Linked DNA regions of Zea mays: all the other regions are linked to region 3. Evidence: chromatin contacts called from public Hi-C data. All regions are on one chromosome and are shown on one strand. Each heading gives the region's core, a stretch centred on a gene start, on an enhancer-like site or on the middle of the called end of the contact. The rest is flanking DNA. Distances are from core to core; before and after follow the strand shown.

The links. Hi-C and Micro-C count contacts between places; a contact is called where the count stands out from the background.
Region 1: a contact with region 3 is called in a Hi-C map of leaf mesophyll, with 4 times the contacts expected there. The contact joins the promoter of LOC542451 here to the promoter of LOC100279065 in region 3. A contact is called at or near these places in 3 of 25 Hi-C or Micro-C datasets (ear, leaf mesophyll and tassel).
Region 2: a Hi-C map of tassel shows a contact between it and region 3, with 2.2 times the contacts expected there. The contact joins the promoter of LOC100272958 here to the promoter of LOC100279065 in region 3. A contact is called at or near these places in 2 of 25 Hi-C or Micro-C datasets (leaf and tassel).

What each region holds. Positions count from the first base shown.
Region 1 is chr7:127,282,036-127,285,273 of Zm-B73-REFERENCE-NAM-5.0, reverse strand. LOC542451 (cysteine protease 2) reads right to left here and starts at 1,292. Exons shown (of 8, transcript NM_001112009.2): 1 at 1,021-1,292; 2 at 772-893; 3 at 548-669. The coding sequence starts at 1,214.
Region 2 is chr7:128,021,656-128,024,821 of Zm-B73-REFERENCE-NAM-5.0, reverse strand. LOC100272958 (Plant viral-response family protein-like) reads left to right here and starts at 1,742. Exons shown (of 1, transcript NM_001147410.1): 1 at 1,742-2,957. The coding sequence starts at 1,819. The coding sequence ends at 2,775.
Region 3 is chr7:127,633,886-127,637,097 of Zm-B73-REFERENCE-NAM-5.0, reverse strand. It overlaps LOC100279065, which reads right to left and starts at 1,682. Exons shown (of 9, transcript NM_001354577.1): 1 at 1,070-1,682. The coding sequence starts at 1,576.

The DNA of each region.
Region 1 (3,238 bases), core at 43-2,542, 350 kb after region 3:
ACTGTTTGGTAGGGCTTTTGTTTTTCGCTGAAAATGGCTCTTCCTATAAATAGTTTGGTAGAGCTCCTCCGGGGAAGCCGGAGCTGAGAAAGAGCTCTCCCAAAGAGGCTCTAAACAATTTTGCGGTTTTGTTGGAAACATAAACCAAATTTGAGAAGTTCCACTGTTGCAATTAGTACTGCAAAGAAAGGGACCATTAACTTCATCATGTGATGGGGCCAAGGAAGGAAGTGGCTGAAAAACATTGCTTGTCATGGTGGGACCGGCAGAGCAAATAGGCAAAAGCTAGAGACCACAAAGCATGAAAACAACGAGAAAATACTGCAGCCACAGGCCCACAGACAAGCTGCGAACCCCCCTGTAAAGCGGTAAAGCCTAAATAAACTGAACCAACACAGGGCCGTCTCATGCCGTTACAAATGAAATCACAGTACCAACGTGGCTACAACCTACTCGCCTGCCCGTTTGGGAGTCAAAACGTTACGTTACAAGACAGAGAGGATTATCTGTGACGAGTGACGACCGACGAACAGCTTTGGTAACTCACCGTCTCCGGCAGCGCAACGGCGGCGGCGCGCATCCGGTGGTTGCCGGTAAGCGTGGCGGAGCAGTTCTGGGCTGCGCCGAGCCGGGTCGCACGGAACTCCTCCCAGCTCATGTCCGCGAAGCCTGTACACCAGCCACACATAACAAACATATGAGAATCCGGGACGCGCTGAAGCCCACGGTTACAGATTGGGGCGAGGAGGACTGAGGCGGTCAAGGTCATACGGTTGATGCCGAGGCGGTAGGAGAGGCCTTTCCGATTGGTGGAGCGGACGAGCTGGAGACTCTCGGAGAAGATCCTGAACCGCTTGTGGACCTCCGCCGCGCTCTCGTAGCTCTTGCCGTACCTGTATCGCGAGACGGCGGCGGCATAACCGCAGAAATCGTGAGGCCATCATGGAGAATGGAAACGGGAGGGCGCACGGCGGCGGGGTTTGGACCGCTGGCCGCTGGATTAGGTGACTGGGTGCTCACCTCACAGCGAAGCGTGCGAAGCGGAGCGCGTCGCGGGTGCGGCCGAGCGCGGCGAAGACCGTGGACTCGAGCGCGGAGGCCGCGCGGTCGGTGACGGGGCGGATCGGGTTCGAGTCCGCGAAGCCGGAGTTGGCCGCGGCGGCGGTGGCCGCGAGGGCGACGACGGCGAGGACGAGCAGGCGGCGTGGGGCCATCTCGACGGCGGGACTGGCAATATTTTACTGGGTTCTGTGAGGGAGTAAGGCGAGAAGAATGGCCTGCTGGCACGAGCGTCGGATGTCCGGCACCACCCGGCTGCTATATACTGCGTTGGGCCCCTCCATTCCGTTTGATAATTTTTTCTATTATGAAGTCCTACTATTATCCACTGTTTTTTATGGCGTTAAATTTTATTTTCGATGCTTTTGTTAATCACACTTGACACAGTCGTTTGATCGTCCAACTTAAATATCAGGTAACTACATCTATTAAAAAAATGAGAAACATCAGCGCGTTTCAAACGAACCCAAACAGACTCTCGGTTCCGCGTTCCAAAATTGGTGCAGTGCAGTTGTTTAGATCCATTTTCCATTTACACTTGCGAAGCAAAATTCGTAGTATACCCTTGCATGCAGACAGTGACAAAACCAACCGTGACGCCATTGGTGACGCTTGACTGAGCATGATTGAGCTCGGAGAAGGAGATGCTGATTGGGCCAGTGAGAAAGTAGTGAAGATGACGCGGCGGTGAATCTAGAGAATCTATTCCAATTTTCAAGGCATGGCCGCATGGGAAGATATTTTGCTGCTGGGGCTGGGAGGCGACGACCGCTTGGGATTGAGCCACTTGCCGCATTGAATGGAGCGCACAGAAACAAGACGACGGCGATGGAGCAACGTCTCGGACACTACAAGCGGACATTGCTGGTGTGCCTCTTTGGGTGAAAATTGTGCTCATGACAATTGACAGCGTAGAAATCGATTGAGTGCTAATACCATTTCTCAATGATGATTTCATAACACTACTTTTAAAGCTGTCATATCAGTATCTGTATTCAGAGTTTCACTCCTCATGAAACTCTCTCCCTTTTTTATGAAACCCACTCATATATCTTTTTATTAGATTGCATATTATGTCATCATGTTTGCTTAGTTGGCATGCTATTTAACAAGAATGAAATACACATAAAACTCCCACTAAGAATGACTAACAATATACGAGAAACTTAGGGCTTTGGAACCTAGGGTAAGTGGTTAGGAACCAAGTCAGATCAAGTGACCGATGATGCACAAGAGTGGGTAGACGACGTGTCATGCCTGGTTGTAGGCCTCGTAGAATCAGGTCGCATGGCTTGGGATGATCTTAGATTGAGGCTATGGCTACAAACCTAGCAACATCTTGCCACCATTATTTAGGAGTCGCTTCTCCAACATCATATATACACTAGGATATTGCGGTGGAGGGCCTCCACTACATCGAGAGCTTGTCGGAGACAAGATGTTGCTACGAGATGGGGGTGCTCGTTTGCAGAGTGCAGCAAAGAGGGATGGATGGTTATGAACGTTGGATATAGATCTAGTGGCCAGTGTTGTGGTTTGTACATGTTTGTCCGAGGCATACAGTTTGTACTTGATCTGCCGCCAAAAAATTAACATGACTATTTACACACGATTTACACTGAACGGTTGGTTTACACATAATACGTTCTCTATAGCTACTTATATAGCATTCTTTCGTTCAACCGCCACAAGATTTGCCACGAACAGAAGATTTTTGTGCTGGATGTGGGAGATAAGATACTTCGAGTGAGAGTACTTGCTCGATACACGGCAACGGCATCATTCTGAAAGTAGAATCAGAAGGAATATTCTCTATAGGTGAACACGTCAGTTGGATGTTACGTATTATTTATATTACGCCCCGTTTGGATCATTGGAATTGAATTCTATTCTAATAATAGTAATTTAGGCATATATCAATTAAGCTAATTCAGTTTTATACAAAATATATTTGTATACTATTATTAGCAAGATATCGAAGATATTTATGTGCTATATTTTTACTATAGAGGAGTGAGATGAAGAGTGTCACGTAAGTTACAGAGTAGAAACAAATTCTACTACTGTATAAAATCATTTCCCATCCCCCACCCCATGAATTTGAGATAGACTAATATATGAACTTTGGAAAGTGGTGGAATGTCAAATTCCAAACTAAATAAGTTACTTTATTGAGTGA
Region 2 (3,166 bases), core at 493-2,992, 390 kb before region 3:
GAAAACACTGAGAAACATCAAACGTTGACCATTTGGGCAGTAGCGGCGAACGGTCATCCTAATACTACTTGACAAAAAACAGTTAAACACATGCCTTTTATTATATTATTTTATAAGTATATACTAGCAAAAAGTATGCGTGCAGAACTTAATGCCAGCTGTGTTCACCTTTAAAGTTTTATTTATTGAGATGTATGGCGACCGTCTCTGTTAATCAAAGATTTTCCAAGATGTATGGCAGAACTCATAGTGTGTTTGGTTTGTGGAATCACTCTATACCTCATGAGGTGATGAATCATAAGTTCATTCCATCAATTTTGGTGGAATCAACACACTCCTCATCTATATACTAATTATTAGCTTATGAGAAATAAAGTGGTGATGGATCAATCCATTCTATTCCACAAACCAAATAAAAAAGTGAGCAGTGAGAAGAAGATGGATCACTTCATTCCTTAAATCAAACACACTATAAATGATTCTGGAGACGTATGTTTTGCTGTGAGCCCCTTTGCTCTGCATAGTCATTTTTTCACGTTTTTGCCCGTCTGTAATTTTTTTCTCCATTATATTCTTTTTTTTCGCTTTATGTCTTTAGCCCGTGTTTTATTTTATTTATGTCTGTATTTTAATTTTGTTTTGTTTTTTACTTCCATTTTTCTCATCTCTCGTTTATACGTTCCATTTTTTTTTTGTTTTTCTGTTCTTTTTTTCTCTTTGATAAATAATAAAGACATAGATTTGTTGGTTTGTATGAAAGGAATACCAACTAAAGTCAGAGTATCGATTTGAGGAAACTTTACCAAACGGTTTAGTAGAAAAAGATGTTTGGATCCATCTTCCAGTGAAAAACGGAGTAGTCAGAGCTATTTTGGACGAACCCTTGAGGAAGAGTCTTACCAAACAAGGTCTGGATTGGATGAAAATTTTTATTTATGCATGGACGAATATATTAAAATAAAAAATGTATTAGAACGCTTCAATCTTTAATGTTAGATATCGATATATAAATGATGATAAAAAAATAAGGTATGTTTGGCTTCTTTAGTCTAGAGATAAAAGTTCAGTCTCTATCATGTTTAATTACAAAAACTAAAGTGTTCAAATTTTATTAAACGACTCACAAGAAAACCAAAATGCCATGTACCATTCTCCTGACATTACTCTTCTTCCACCGCAACAAAAAAAATGAGGGTAAAAGTTAGAATTAATATGGTTTAATCCCTTTTATTCACAGCCTTACAGTGTTCAGATAAGTGAATTCAGATAAACATTTCAGAATATTCTCAAATAACAAAGAAAGAGAATGCTGCTACACGTGCAACCTCAGTGATAGACATAGGTATGAGTATGACCAAGGTCATGTGATGGCTTATGATTCTTTAGTTCGTGAAGCATTTTCGAAAGAATATAATAACCGGAGCAGTAGTTAGTGATATCCAAAAGAGTGTTATCCGCGACAATCTTAAATAAAAAATATTTAGCATATCAATGGAAAAGATAAGAAACTTGGAGCTACATATTCAATCGGAAGCCATGACAAGCAAGCGAAACAAAACTAAGAACAAATCACCTGGCGACCAGCTTTCAACGCTACAACATCACTGCTGATGAACACACATGCAAAAGACGTTTCAAATCCGAATGTGCTCTTCAAACCTTCCGAACACTCCAGACACCCTGCAGACCTTCTTAAACCCCCACAATATTCGCCCATCAACCTTCAAACCTCCCCTCTCCACACGCCACCACCAACTTCTTCCCCTGTCGTCCACTTCCGCAGTCGCACGCAAAAGGCACAGCGCGGCGGCACACGCCATGGGCACCCTCGTCGGGCACGTCGCGCCGGGCGCCGGCTTCCTCCTCATCGGCCTGTGGCAGCTGTTCAGCCACACCCGCCTGTTCCTGCTGCGGCCGAGCTCGTACTCTGCCCCGGTCTGGTTCCCGGTGCCGGGCGTGCGGCACCTGGAGCTCATACTCATAATCATCGGCACGGTGCTGTCCATCCTGATGGAGCTTGTCATCGGCCCCGCGAAGCACCAGCCGTTCGACGACGACGGCACCATCCCGTCCGACCACCTCCACAACTTCGAGCACGCGTCCATCTCGCTGGCGCTGCTCGTCTTCGCGGCGGTGACCATCCACCTGGACAGGGCGAGGGCGCCCATGCGGGACGCCGTGTCGCAGCTCGTGGCCGCCGCGGCGTTCGCGCAGCAGCTGCTCATCTTCCACCTCCACTCGGCGGACCACATGGGCGTGGAGGGGCAGTTCCACTGGCTGCTGCAGACGGCCATCGCCGTCACGCTCGCGACCACGCTGCTGGGTATCCCCTACCCGCGGAGCTTCGCGGTGAGCCTGGTCCGGTCCGCCAGCCTCGTGTTCCAGGGCGTCTGGTTCGTCGTCATGGGCGTCATGCTGTGGACGCCGGCGCTCATACCCAAGGGCTGCTTCCTCAACTTCGAGGAAGGGCACGACGTCGTCCGGTGCCGCACTGACGACGCGCTCGACCGCGCCAAGTCGCTCGTCAACCTCCAGTTCAGCTGGTACCTCACCGGCACGGTGGTGTTCGTCGTCCTGTTCTACCTCCAGATGGCGAAGCTCTACCCCGAGGAGCCGCAGTACCTGCCGCTGGTGAAGGGAGGCGGCAGCGGCAGCGATGGCCGGTTCAGCATCGGAGATGATGATCACGACGATGAGGACGACGTCGAGGCCGCAAAACGTGGCGGTTTCGGACACGTGGTTAGCGGCACGAGGCCTGTCGAAATCGAGAGGTGAGGGTCGTGCGTAGCACCGTACAAAAGGTTAGCATGTTGTTGCGTGGTTATAGTGTAATTTGACTTGAACGTTTTTGTTTATTGGTGAAATTAAAACATGCAAATATTCTCTAGGGAGGTTGTAATGTTTATAGTTTGTGACACAGTGACACTTGTGGATTAAAAGAATCCTATATTTATCCTACCTGAAGCCATCTTATCCTACTTGTCAGTTGTCACCACGCTAATTCAATAGTGTCAGGCGTTGACCATTGACTGCTGCGATCGCTAGGCTGTATGCCTGCATGGACTGGCTTTATGCCTGCAGTTCTCTTTATAATTAAGCCCGCAACAAGCCAACAACGGCAATCCACTGTAATCGCAAACGATTTGAGTTGACAAATAATGATCAA
Region 3 (3,212 bases), core at 433-2,932:
ACGCACCCACATGCCCCCCCCCCCCCCCCCCCCCACACACACATGACACAAGAACTATCCGACACAGTTGACACCATCGGTATTTGAATCCGAAACCAAGACTGTAGCTATCTGACTGTTTGCACCCCTAGTATTAACTACCATATGCACACCTATGGCTAGTAAAGACCATGACCATTGATGACAAAGACAAAAGGTGTCTATATGAGACCATAGACATATACGGGAGAAGAAAACGAAGGTGCACAAACAGCCTACAGAAACCAACTGCCAATAGAGTAATAGACAGTAACATTAGAGCTAGTGTCTCTTTGTAAGCCAACTGCCAATACCTGTCCGTCTGTACCGAAAGCTTCTCATTGGTACCTATCTAATGAAGTTCCATAGAACAGTATAAATGTAACATATCAGGTGCAAGTCAACCTATTGGTGCAAACCAACAAAAGAATGGAGGTGGGAGAACCTTTTAAAAAAAATCATATAAAAAAGGTCTTGCCACCTCCATTCTTGTCTCCATTCTTGTGTTGGTTTGCAAGTTTTGCACCAATAGATTGGTTTGCACTTGATATGCTCCCTAACTCAAATGGTCCAACCTAACAGATCCAAAACCAGATTATTTTTGCTAGGCCGGTCTCTTATATCTCCCAGCTATTTCATTAAAATGATTTTTTATACAATCCAAACTAAAAGGATCACAACAGAATGCAGGTCCCATCAGATATCTGTTAAACCATTGCGGTCCTAATCCCACTGAGTGAAATTACAGCTGGAAATTACTAGGCTCGCAAAATGCATTGCTACAATTGGGAATGCTAAGGGTAATAAATTCTATGAAAAGGGGCATCTGATAAACAAATTCAGAAAATCGTGATGCTTTCTGCAACGAGACCACCGAGCTTGCAAGTAACTGAACAAGTAGGCTGAGAGCATGTTTATTCATCATGACAAGTTGGGATAAGACATTTAGGTGACTCTCCAGGAGCTGTTGATCATGACTCAGGAGGGTGAACAACATAGGCGTATCAAATAATAACAGCTACCATTGCACATAAAAATCCTAATTATTTACCTTCAAATCGGCGTCTTTGTCATTGCCAGGGAGGGCGAACCAGCCGCCCGCCAAGATCTTGACGACGCCGAGGAGCAAGCACACGCCGCAGAAGGCGAGGAACAGCATGTTCCCGAGCTTCCTCCTCTCGCGGATCCCCAGACCAAGTCCGACCGCGCTGCCGCCGGAGACCGGCGGCTTGAAGAGCCGGAACCGGAGGTGCTGGTTCTGCTGGCTCTGGTGGAGGAGGAGGCCGCTACCGGACGACTCCACGGAGTCCGAGGGAGGGCTCCCCAACCCGTCGCACCTCGGCGAGCGCGGAGAGCCGATCTGGAGCTCGATCTCGCCGCCCCCGCCGCGCTTGAACGAGCTGGCCCGGCGCGTCATGGAGCCTCCGCCGGCCATGCGGGGGCTGTGCAGGCGCTGCTGCTGGTGGTGGCGCAAGTGGTCTCCGCCGCCGCCGCCGCCGGAGCCTGATGTCCCGGCACCGGCTGTCCCGCCGTTGCCGTGCATGGGCTGGTACCCCATGTGGATGCGATGCAGCCTCCCAGGCCGACCTCTGAAGTGGCAGTAGCCTTTCCTTCCCAGACCCCACGTGGTCTCGGCACTTATGGCAAAATTAGGGGAGGCGCCATTAATGGAGCTCGGTGGGGAGGTGAGGACTGAACTCGAGGAGCGAGCGAAGACCGCGTAGTGGGAAAAAAGGAGACGGGACACGGGAGTGAGGAGACAGACACACAGGGAAACGGTCAGACGTGGCACTGCAATTACGGCCTTGCCATTTGGACGCGTCGGCGCTCGTTCTCGTTCGCATGCAGAAATTTGAGAAACTTCCATTTCGTCCGAGATCTCGTCTTGATCTCTCAGCTGCGGTAGTAACTGCGGACTCTGACAAAGGGAGGAAAAGATCAGCTCAGGTGGGCCGCGTGGTTCGAAAAACAGCTTCCGCTAGATTCTCGGATAAAGCTGCTTTCTAGAATAGATCTCTGTATCGATTGGTTGGAAGGAGCGAACACGGAAGATGAAGGGTATTTAGAGGGTGTTTGAATGCACTAGAGATACTTCCTCCAGTGCAGTAAAGGTAGTCGTTTAGGACATAATTGTGCATACCAAGGAGTGATTAATTATCATAGAGTTTTCCCTGTTTGCCCCTATTAAATAGGGATATGAGTGCATTAATGTCACTAAAACAATCAGGCTTGATTGGTTGCTGCAGCAGCTCCAAGGCATTCTAGACTGGAGGTCTCAAGTTCGATTCCTCTTAAATGCATCTTTTTTTGTGCAATTACTAGGGGCAATAACGTCCAAATCCCAGACCCACGCGCGCTATGACTTCTTTTTGTGCACGCTCGGTCACGCGCAGGATGACTTCTTTTACTGCACCGGAGGGAGTAATAGTTAGTGGTTAAAATTAGCTAGAGATATTCAAACACCTTAGCTTATAGTTTAGCTATTAGCTATTTTTAGTAAATTAACTACTAGTTAGCTAACTATCTGTTAGCTAGCTAATTCTACTAGTATATTTTTAGCTAATTAACTATTAGCTCTAGTGCATTCAAACACTCCCTTAGATGCACTATAGATAATAGTTAGTTGACTAAAAAATTCTAGTATAATTAGCTAATTAACAAATAGTTAGTTAAGAGCATCTTCAAAAGATTAGTCAATTAACTCGTCAAGCCAAATTTTGGCTACTTAGTAGCAAAATAAATCTCCAACCGACTAACAATGTGACTCGTCAAGCTATTTGACTCTTTAAATTGGTTCCGTCACTGGCCAAACTTGGCTAGCCACTCTGACTAGTCAAACTAGATCCTGTTGGACTGATGAGATGCTACATATAAAGTGTAATCTTTATGAAAAGATAAATATAGAGTCAAATAGAGAGCCAAAAATTAAGAGTCGCTTGGAGATGCTCTAACTAGTAGCTAATTTACTAAAATAACTAATAGCTAAACTATTAGCTAGTGTTTGGATGACTTTAGCTAATTTTAGCCACTAACTATTATCTCTAGTGCATTCAAACACCACCTAAGACTAAAAAAGTGAGTTGGCAGTGAGTAGGGCCAACTTTTTTACAATCTAGCCCTTTTGGGTTTTTTTTTGCACAATTATGCCCTTTGCAGTTTCATTTTAAAAAATGGACCCCCCGGCTCGGCGCCAT